Linked DNA regions of Zea mays: region 2 is linked to region 1. A link is a contact called in public Hi-C data. All regions are on one chromosome and are shown on one strand. The core of a region is the stretch at or near the end of the contact, and the rest is flanking DNA. Distances in the headings are between cores, read along the strand shown. Region 1 holds the start of LOC109939172 (sugar transporter ERD6-like 6). Region 2 has its middle 20 kb from the start of LOC100304080.

Region 1 (5,365 bases), core at 983-3,482:
CCATTTCAGCCGCGTATACCTCTGCTGATTCGTCATCCGAGCTACTCTGGTCGCACTCTACTATATGCACATTGTGACGAATTGTTTTAGTAGTTTCTTTGCTCCAGCTCTCACAAGCCAAAGCTCTTTGATGTAATTGTGCTAGCGTAAAGAACTGGATACCTTCTATTCTTTCTTTTAAATAATATCATAGTCCATTGAAGGCTAATCCTGCTAGCTGTTTTTCCGCTAATTGTATTTGGAAGCATCGGTTTCTTGTATCCCGGAATCTCCGGATATAGTCATTAACCGATTCGTCTTTCCCCTGTCGCAAGGCCACTAGGTCTACCAAATCTAACTCATAGTCACCGGAGAAAAAGTGGTCATGAATTTTTTGTTCTAACTCCCCCCATGACAAAATAGAATTAGGAGGTAAAGTGGCGTACCATGCGAACGCGGTTCCTATTAAAGATAATGAAAATAAACACACGCGAAATGCTTCTGTGTCGGCCAATTCTCCTAATTCTTGGTCACCCGAAATTTTTGCGAATTCGGGTATCCTGGTGCCCTGGGGGTATGGGTGGTGATCAAATCGGCTGTCATAAGGTTTCTGATATGATTGCCCCCCAGACACCATGCTTACTCCGATCTTATCTTGGAACGCCCCGGCTATTTCCTCCCTCACTATATCGATGGCAGCCGGTGGGAGACCACCGACTCTCTAGTTAAACATAGGTGGGGTTGGCTGGATATTAGCATGTTGTCTTTCCCCCCATTGGTTTGAGCTATGTGGTGCATTGCCATTTACCCTATCTGGCTCATAGGATTGATCGTTTCTTTCCGGCCTTCTAGGCGGGGCTAGAAAGTTCTCCTGGGCTCGGGATTTTGTATTAATGGGCTGATGCATTGCATAGTGTGATGGGAAGTGTTGCTGGGACGGGTGAGAATTCAGGTAATAATCCTTCTCAAAAAACTCATGTACGGACTGTCCGGACATGTACCCGGACCGTCCGTGATTATATGCGGACCGTTTGTCATTGTATGCGGACGGTCCGACCTGGTAGTTTAGATTCTGTGTCATATGTTGTGGCTCGGGTGCATGCTGGGTAACTCATTAAAAATGGGCCCGGCCGTTGCTGGCCCGGACGGTCCGCGCTCACGTGCGGACGGTCCGGGCATGTGCAGATCGCTTGATTTACTGTCGATTTGTGGTTGCTCAGGGTATGTGTCCATCGACATCCCATAAAGGGGTTGTAACTGGTCGTGACAACCTATAGCCGATGTATTACGCGTGTTACCCTATAATTCAACCTCGTGCGAAGGAAAATTTGCGATACTAGATTTATCAAATGCACGTACTAGTCTCCTATAATCGTTTTGCATACCCCTATGATATTTTGCATTTGTTCTCGTTGTTCATCTACATAATTCTTAAGAGATTGTAGCTCGTTTGTATTACTTACATTGGGTCGGAGCGAAGCCGGATCCGTCGCCCGTTGTCGGACGACTTTATTGTTCCTGTCCACCTTGAAGTTAGCCAAAAACTTCGCTTTTGCCTCTTGTATCAGATGCTCCTTGTGCTCCTCGAACTGGAGTTGTTCGTCAGCCGGCAAGGTTTCCCAAGTCGGCTCTATAATGTTGTTGGGGGAGACTTCAGAACTATCCATTGAACCGGCCATTGAGGGCCGATTTGATAGGTCTAGATGTGTGTTCCCCAGCGGAGTCGCCAAAAAGTATGTTGACACTTTTTTCGGGCGCCAATCACTCAACACGAACCAGCGGCGGTGCTCTCTGCACAGGGGCGGACGGTGCGGCCTGGTGCGAGGCTAGGATTTCCTGCCTGACGACTGGACGGTCCGCGCCCTGGGACCGGACGGTCCGCGCGTGCGCAAGGGCGGCGGAAGATCGTCGGTGGCGCCTGGATCTCGCTCTCAGGAGGGACCCTGTCGGGGAGGAGAGATCCTAGGTGATGTATAGGCTCGGCAGGCCGACCTAGACTTCTCTAATTGACGTAGAGTCGAAGAGAAGCGAAGAATTTGAAGATTGTAAGACTAACCTAGAACAGAGTAGAACTACTCCTAAGAATAAATGTAAATTGTATTGATTGAGGGTTCGATTGATTGATTAAATTGGCCGTATTTCTCTACTTTTATAGAGAAGAGGGGCTGGATCGTTACCAACAAAATTCCAAGCTTATTCCGAGGAAACTCAGAACCCTAATTTATTCTGCGCTTGCGCGGACCATCCGGTCCAAATCGGGACACTCATTTTGGCACCCAACAGTACGCAAGTCAGCGGCTGCGAGGGCAAGGACGGCGGCAGGAAGCAGAGGAGAGGAGCGCGAGGAAGCAAGTGTAGATGGCGTCGACAGCGGAGGTCTCGAGCTGCTTGCTGATAGAGGATGGAGCGCGCGAGGGAGTGGAACGGAGGGGGAGGCGGCGAAGGTGGGGATCTCACTGGAGGCAATGACCGTGGCGAGAAGGGAGTCGCCGACTAGGCAAGGCGTCCAGGAGGCCGGACGCCGAGTCCTGTCGCCTCGCCTCGCCTGTGACAGTGACAGTAGTCACAGTGCCGAGAAACGGCAAAACAACACGGCCAACATGACATGTGGATGATGAGCTGGTAGTCATGTCCAGCTCAGCTCAGAAATGGGACCCCGGCGAGACCTGCCGCCTATCACGAGTTTCACGACGGCGACTCGGCTTGCCCATTCAATGGAGGTGGTGGGTCTCCCCCGTTTCGTCTCCTGCCATTCGTCCTCCTCCTCCCCTGTCTCTCTCTCCATCCATCCAATCCCACCTGGAGAAAAACGAGACAAATCAAATCTCGCCGCGAGTTGGGCGCTGAGCGCGGGCGCCATGGCGAGCAACAGCGCGCCCGGCGCCGGCTACGAGTGCGGCAGCGACAACGACGGCGGGCTGCACAAGCCGCTGCTGCCCAACAGCGGGAGCTGCCAACGGACGGGGTCGCGCCAGCCCAGCCTCAACGCCGCCGGCACCTCCTCCAGGGCCGTCCTGCGCGAGTCCCACGTCTCCGCCTTCCTCTGCACGCTCATCGTCGCGCTCGGCCCCATCCAGTGCGGCTTCACAAGCGGCTACTCCTCGCCGACGCAGGACGGCATCATCCGGGACCTCAACCTCTCCATCTCCGAGGTACCTCCTGGCTGCAGTTTCTACGTCCTAACGCTAGCTTTGTCTTCACGCTCGGCTCGGCGCGTTCGTCTCAAAATCAAACGAACAAATAATTGATGGAGCTCCGTCGCCTCCCCAGTTCTCGGCGTTCGGTTCGCTGTCCAACGTGGGCGCCATGGTCGGGGCGATCGCCAGCGGCCAGATGGCCAAGTACATTGGCCGGAGAGGGGTGAGAAACAACTCTGCTTTCTTCATTTTTCTACGACTTGTTTCCTTGCAAATGTCTCAGAAAATTGTTCTGTCAGTTTCGTGGTCTATGCTGCTCGGGCCCATTTTTGGGTGGGTGGTTTTGATGACTCTGTGCAGAGAGGGTCGACAGCACCACTGGCCACTATCCACTACTTAAATTTATCACGTTTTCTATATTTAATATGCCTAAATTTTAAAGATGATTTCAAGCAACACCTTTATACCACCAATAAATTGTTATTTTTGCGATTTTTATTTGTCTTTTGTGGCATTGTATATCAATTTCTTATTCTTGTCTGACTACAGAAATGATTGTAAACTATTATTTGTTTTTATGCCAACATAAATAAGATTTTGAAGGGTTTGTGGTTTTGTCCGGTGGAGTTTTTATTCACGGAACCAAAAATCACAGACTGTATCTACAGAAACTGCAATTTTAAATTTTAATTTAGGGGGTGTCTAGTTACAACCCAGCTAAACTTTAACCCTTTAACCTCAAATGTTTGAATGATAGTTACGGATACAAATATAATTTAATTATAAAACAAATTACACAAATAAAGAATAAAAGATTATACAAATTTATTAAACCTAATTAAGCCTATATTTAATATTTATAATTCATATTCAAACCTTTGATGTGACAAGAATTAAAATTTAGTTCGGGAACGAAACACCTCTTTAATTAGAGTGTAGACTTAAGTGCCCTGAACAAGAAAAAACTAGAGTAGAGTAAATGCTGTTTGGTTGCGTAAAGGTAACACACACGTCAAAGGAAGAGAATCAAAGATTACGCGCTTTTTGGTCCGTCATAAGAAAACGATTACATGATTCTTCTTTTTTCTGTTCATTCATCCGTGGTAACGGGAAACCTAATCAGTTAACGACCAGATCGGCTGTGATAGATTTACTGAATCTTGGGATCAGTTACCCTGCTATCACTTCACGATGTGATTGGATCACGCTTTGAAAGATGCTCGAACCATGTAATCATTTAGCCTAAGATGATGTTTGGTTCACGTATTGTAACATAAATGGTAACGGTAATGATTTACACTTAAGGGCTAGTTTAAGAGCCACAAAACTGGAGGGGATTAGAGGGGCTAAAATCCCCTCCTTATTCAGTGATCGCGGTAATAACTTTGAATAGATTGGTTTCAATTTCTAGTGTGGTATCTGATTACGGTTATACTCAAACAAACATGATTTAATGTTTTATGTTACCATTCATATTCCAAATATGTGAACCAAACAGTACTTTAAAAGACAACAAAAATAACTTTGAATAGATCGGTATCAGTTTTTAGTGTGGTATCTGATTATGGTTAGACTCAAATAAACATGATTTAATGTTATCTGTTACCATTCACGTTACAAATATGTGAACCAAACAGCACCTAACTAGCTTGGTTACTGTTTCGCAGTCATTGATTATTGCAGCGGTTCCGAACATCATGGGCTGGCTTGCAATCTCCTTCGCGAAAGTATGGTGCTAAGTGTGTCAGTTTATTCCCACTCATTGCTTCACAAATGACAACATCGGCCTTGATGGCTGTCGATGTATGGTCTGCTCTGCAGCACACTTCGTTTCTGTACATGGGACGATTGCTTGAAGGATTTGGTGTCGGTGTCATTTCCTATGTGGTATGTATAATAAAACTTCATGCCTGGTTATGTCTTGAGAGTATGAGTACTTGTGCTTTTTAACCTATGATATGTCATCATTTTTAGACAAAATGATCTAAGGCCCAGGAGGCTCGCCTGCAGCTAAGATTTTGCTTGCATAACAGTCGTTCCCGTAGTTATATCAGCTAATTTTGGTCTGTGAATTCTGGGCCACCAGGTACCGGTATACATAGCAGAGATATCTCCTCAGAACATGAGAGGAGCTCTTGGCGCTGTGAACCCGGTTTGTTCATACCCACAAGCATTTAATCTTTTCTTGAAGCAAGCACTTGACTTGATTATGCCAACCTCACTGTGTAATTGGTCATTCTACAGTTGTC
Region 2 (5,365 bases), core at 1,365-3,864, 250 kb after region 1:
TGGGGACGTCGATTCGCTCGACAGTCGACGAAGCGTGGCCTCCCGCTTGGCCTTGGTTGCCCCGCCTCCTCCTCCGTTGGCGGGGGAGAGGACGGGGCGAGCTCGAATGTTGTTCTTCCATCACGCGGGGAAGATGTCGTCGATTCCGCCGCCGGCGGGCGGGTTGTCGGCCGCCATTGTCGTTGTCGCGCGGCGGTGGAAGGAGTATCATGTCGTAGCTGCCGTCGAAGGACATGAACTCAAGACTCCCGAAACGGAGCACCGTCCCGGGCCGGAGAGGTTGCTGGAGACTGCCTATCTGGAGCTTGACGGGGAGCTGTTCGTCAGCATGCAGCAGGCCCCTACCTGGCGCGCCAACTGTCGGCGTTTCGAGACCGGGGGGGTCCCTAAGCTGACGAGTGAGTGTGCCGCGTGCCCCAGCCCAGATGGGTCGAGCGCGTGGGCGAGCGCGAAGGGGGGAAAGCGAGGTGGCCGGAGACGGGCGTGAGAGAGGTGGAAAGTCCCGCGGCCTTCGTGTTCGTCCCGCGCCCAGGTCGGGTGCGCTTGCAGTAGGGGGTTACAAGCGTCCACGCGGGTGAGGGAAGCGAGCGGCCCCAAGAGAGCGCCTGTCCCGTCCTCGTCCCCGCGCGGCCAACCTTCTCTAAGAAGGCCCTGGTCCTTCCTTTTATAGGCGTAAGGAGAGGATCCAGGTGTACAATGGGGAGTAGCAGAGTGCTACGTGTCTAGCGGGGGGAGAGCTAGCGCCCTAAGTACATGCCAATGTGGCAGCCGGAGAGATCTTGGCACCCTGCTGGTGTGAAGTCGTGGCTGTCGGAGGAGCAACGGAGCCTGGCGGAGGGACAGCTGTCGGAGCGATTGAGTCCTTGCTGGCGTCCCCCTGCTTCCGTAAGGGAGCTGAGAGCCGTCGTCGTCACAGGGCTAGCGGGGCGCCATCATTGCCTATCTGGCGGAGCTAGCCAGATGGGACACCGGTCTTGTTCTCTGCGGCCCGAGTCGGCTCGGGGTAGGGTGATGATGGCGCTTCCTGTTGACGTGGCGGGCCTGTGCCCTAGGTCGGGCGACGTGGTGGTTCCTCCGAAGCCGAGGTCGAGTCTGTCTTCCGTGGCCGAGGCCGAGCCCGAGCCCCTGGGTCGGGCGAGGCGGAGGTCGTTCGGCAGAGGCCAAGGCGGAGTCCGAGCCCTGGGGTCGGGCGGAGCGGAGTTCCCGAGGCCGAGCCCGAGCCCCTGGGTCGGGCGAGGTGGAGGTCGTTCGATGGAGGCCAAGGCGGAGTCCGAGCCCTGGGGTCGGGCGGAGCGGAGTTCGTCGTCTTCTGGTGCCGAGCCTGAGTCCGAGCCCTGGGTCGGGCGGAGCGGAGTTCGCCGTCTTCCGGGGCTGAGCCCGAGTCCGAGCCCTGGGTCGGGCGGAGCGGAGTTCGCCGTCTTCCGGGGCTTAGCCCGAGTCCGAGCCCTGGGTCGGGCGGAGCGGAGTTCGCCGTCTTCTGGGGCTTAGCCCGAGTCCGAGCCCTGGGTCGGGCGGAGCGGAGTTCGCCGTCTTCTGGTGCCGAGCTTGAGTCCGAGCCCTGGGTCGGGCGGAGCGGAGTTCGCCGTCTTCCGGGGCTTAGCCCGAGTCCGAGCCCTGGGTCAGGCGGAGCGGAGTTTCCTATGGCGCCTCTGGCAAGGCCTGACTGCCTGTCAGTCTTACTCTGTCGAGTGGCACTGCAGTCGGAGTGGCGCAGGCGGCGCTGTCCTTCTGTCAGACCGGTCAGTGGAGCGGCGAAGTGACGGCGGTCACTTCGGCTCTGCCGGGGGGCGCGCGTCAGGATAAAGGTGTCAGGCCACCTTTGCGTTAAATGCTCCTGCGACTCGGTCAGTCGGTGCGGCGATTTAGTCAGGGTTGCTTCTTAGCGAAGGCAAGGCCTCGGGCGAGCCGGAGATGTGTCCGCCGTTAAAGGGGGGGCCTCGGGCGAGACGGAAATCCCTCGGGGTCGGCTGCCCTTGCCCGAGGCTAGGCTCGGGCGAGGCGTGATCGAGTCGCTCGTACGGACTGATCCCTGACTTAATCGCACCCATCAGGCCTCTTCAGCTTTATGCTGATGGGGGTTACCAGCTGAGAATTAGGCGTCTTGAGGGTACCCCTAATTATGGTCCCCGACAGTATTCGTATTCGAAGCTATCCGTATTCGAATTCGAATCCGAATAAAAATATGAAAACAAATATGATTTCATTGATATTCGTCCGTATTCGATCCGATTACACCCCTATATATATATGCATTCGGATGTGGATGAAAAAAAAAGGTCTAGAATTAGAAAGAACTATATTTTGAGATAGATTGAGTAAAAAATTATTTCTATAGAGAGAGAAAAGAGAAGCTAGAATAACTAACGTTTTGCAAGGGAAGTCGTAAGTAGGAGCTAGCTAGGACTAGCTAGCATCTCTAAGCAAATATCAGCGATACGAGAAAAGATGCCGTGCAGCAAAAAGAATGGTTGGTGATGTTCACTGTTCAGCCAGTTGCTTGGACAACAATATATTCGAAAATATAAACAAAAATTGTCCAGAAGAAGTTGGAATAATTGATGGGGATGGGGGTTTCTGTTCACTGATGTTCGCGCCGCCCCGTCTATCGCATTCGTCCTCTTCCTCCTGCCTATCGATCCCACTCGCCGATACATATCCCTGTGCTACTCCTACTGTTTGTACTAGTAAGCCTTCGTCACAAATTAGACTTTTTTTTGTCGCGTTTGTTCGGCTTGTTCTATTTAATTATTTTGAGAAAATTTAAAATTTAAAGCCATATTATATGTTAAACAATACCACAAAAAATCAACAATAATTATATATTTTTAATAAAACAAGCCGATTAAATTTAGAATAAAGAAGTCAAATGAATTATAACAGACGGAGCAGTGGAGTACACTATATTGCGAAATCTCACCTATCGTTGCCCTCCCCACACGACATGCATGAATCTCACACCGACAGTTAGCTTATAAAATCAACTAAAGCTAATTACCTTCTAAACAAGTATTTAACATATTTAAATATCATTTATATGATGTGTTCGCAACTGTAGCTCTGTACGTAGATAGAAAACAAAGAAGAATGGAAAGAACTGAATACTACTTTGTTATGGGATAGAGAGTAGCAAAGAATACTCTGTCGTGGTCCATTTTATAAAAAAAAGGTGGCCAGAGGAAAGAAAAACATGTATAGCTAGGTCAGGTACATATATAGTATACAGCATCCCCATATGCATGCATGCCAAGTTGCCAACTACCCGGCAAGCACGATCTCATCCGTTGCGACACCAAGATGCCGTGGCCCGTGAAACACATGTAGATCAGGCCTGACATAGCTTATGATAGATTATCTTATGTGGTTACTGGAGGTGTTTGGTTGCTCCTGCTAAAGTTTAGCCCGGGTCACATCAAGCGTTTGACTTTTAAATAGGAGTATGAAATATAGACCCAACCAACTGGACTAGATTCGTCTCGTCTTTTAATTTTCGGCTGACAAATTAGTTTTATAATCCGACTACATTTAATACCCGAAACGGAGGTTCAAACATTCGATGGGACAGGGGCTAAATTTTAGTTTGGGGTAACCAAACACCCCCTAAAACAAAGGAAAAAAAGTCTATATAGCCCTCAACTTTTATAGTGTAACCTCCTTCGTCCCCTCACCTTTAAAATCATCGGCTTTATAAAACCAGACAAATAATCCTCTAGACCTCGTTGTTTAACATCTTCAGCTTTACAAAATCAGATAAATAACCCTGTGAACAACTTAAGTTGTTGGTTTTTTATGAAGATGACATTGATTTAAGTGGACCTTGTCTATTTCAGTTCAGTGATATAGTAATATCTATATTTATATAATTTTACACACAAATTCATAATAAGATATTATATGTGCCATAACGTTTCTGGAATTTTAGGAGTCACAACTTATTATTAAAAATCCAAAAAATACAACTTATTATTAAAAATCCAAAAATTACCTGAAAAGATCTTAATACTTTTTTATCTCTATTCCATTTCTTATCCTCTAAGCCAAAAAAATTTACTAGCGCTAACTAATACTATTACTATACATAGAGATGGCCAAACGGGCCGCCCGTCCCGTTTTGGGCCCGACCCACCAGGCACGGTTAGAAAACCGGGTCGGGCCTTCTAAGCACACGGGCTCAATTTCCTGTCCGAGCCCGGCCCGCAGCGGGCCTAAACGGGCCGGGTCGGCCCGTTTAGCACGAAAAAAGCGGGCCAAAAACGGGTTATGCGGGCCGGTAAGCATATTTTAGTGTAAAAAACGGGCTTAACGGGCTTAGAGGTAAACGAGCCGTGCCGGGCTAGCCCACCGTGTCTAGTTTCCTATCCGAGCCCGGCCCGCTTATTCGTGCCAGACCGGCCCGGGCCCGCATAGAACCGGGTCGTGCCGAGCTCGGACCGGGCCCAAACAGCGGGCTTCGTGCCGGGCTCGCGGGCCTCGTGCTTACTAGACATCTATAACTATGCTACTGAAATTGTTTTTATTTTATTAAGCAAGCTAAGTGTTCTTTCTTCTAATTGTTAACTAAATCAATTTTACATTTGTTTTTTAGAAACACTTAGCAAACATTAAAATAATCTTTAATTTTTACACATGCCTTCTCTTAGCTAAAATAACAAATATAAATATTTCAAAAAAATTGTAAGGACTTTAAATCTAGACCCATATAAAGTTCTTTGAAATATTTATATAAAATATGAGTCCACATTTAAAGTTCCTAGAAAAATGTATAAATATTTGTGTAAGTTATTTTAGCTAAGAGAAGGGTTGTGTAAAAATTGGAGATTTTTTTATTACTATTTGCTAAGTAATTATAAAAAATAAATGTAACATTGATTTAATAATTAAAAGAATTATCACTTAACTTGCTTAATAAAATCAACAAAAAATAGTAGTTTAGTACTAGTGTAGTTATCTCTAGTAAAAACATTAGCATTAGAAGATAAGAAATGAGTTAGAGACAAAAATATTAAACTCTTTTCATGTATTTTTCATTTTAGTAATTGAGCTGCTATCCAAATAAAATTCAGAAAAATAGGGTACATATAATATCCTATTATCAATTTGTATATAAAATTATATAAATTTTAGATATTGCTACATCACATAATTTAGGTAGATAAAACTGATGTCACTTAAATTATGTCAGGTCAACAAAACGACCAAATAAAACTATTCAGGGGACTATTTGTCTAGTTTTATAAAGTTGGGGTTAAACAACCGGTTTTGATGGTGAGATGGTGACGTAGACTATACTTTGAAGGTCGAAGGATTATGTAGACTTTTCCCTCAAAACAAACTGAAGCTAGAGTTAGATAGATTAAATCCAACACTA

What was found. Hi-C and Micro-C count contacts between places; a contact is called where the count stands out from the background.
Region 2: a Hi-C map of leaf mesophyll shows a contact between it and region 1, with 3 times the contacts expected there. The contact joins the enhancer-like site here to the promoter of LOC109939172 in region 1. A contact is called at or near these places in 2 of 25 Hi-C or Micro-C datasets (ear and leaf mesophyll).

What each region holds. Positions count from the first base shown.
Region 1 is chr8:72,675,866-72,681,230 of Zm-B73-REFERENCE-NAM-5.0, forward strand. It overlaps LOC109939172 (sugar transporter ERD6-like 6), which reads left to right and starts at 2,233. Exons shown (of 18, transcript XR_004851970.1): 1 at 2,233-3,131; 2 at 3,250-3,339; 3 at 4,784-4,843; 4 at 4,938-5,003; 5 at 5,203-5,268; 6 at 5,361-5,365.
Region 2 is chr8:72,921,112-72,926,476 of Zm-B73-REFERENCE-NAM-5.0, forward strand. No RefSeq gene overlaps it. Among protein-coding and RNA genes, the nearest start is that of LOC100304080, 20 kb to the right of the region's middle. Within about 2 kb of position 2,615, at least 10 of the 20 cell types and tissues checked have an H3K27ac peak or open chromatin away from gene starts, as enhancers often do. A contact at or near this core is called in leaf mesophyll, where this site is marked.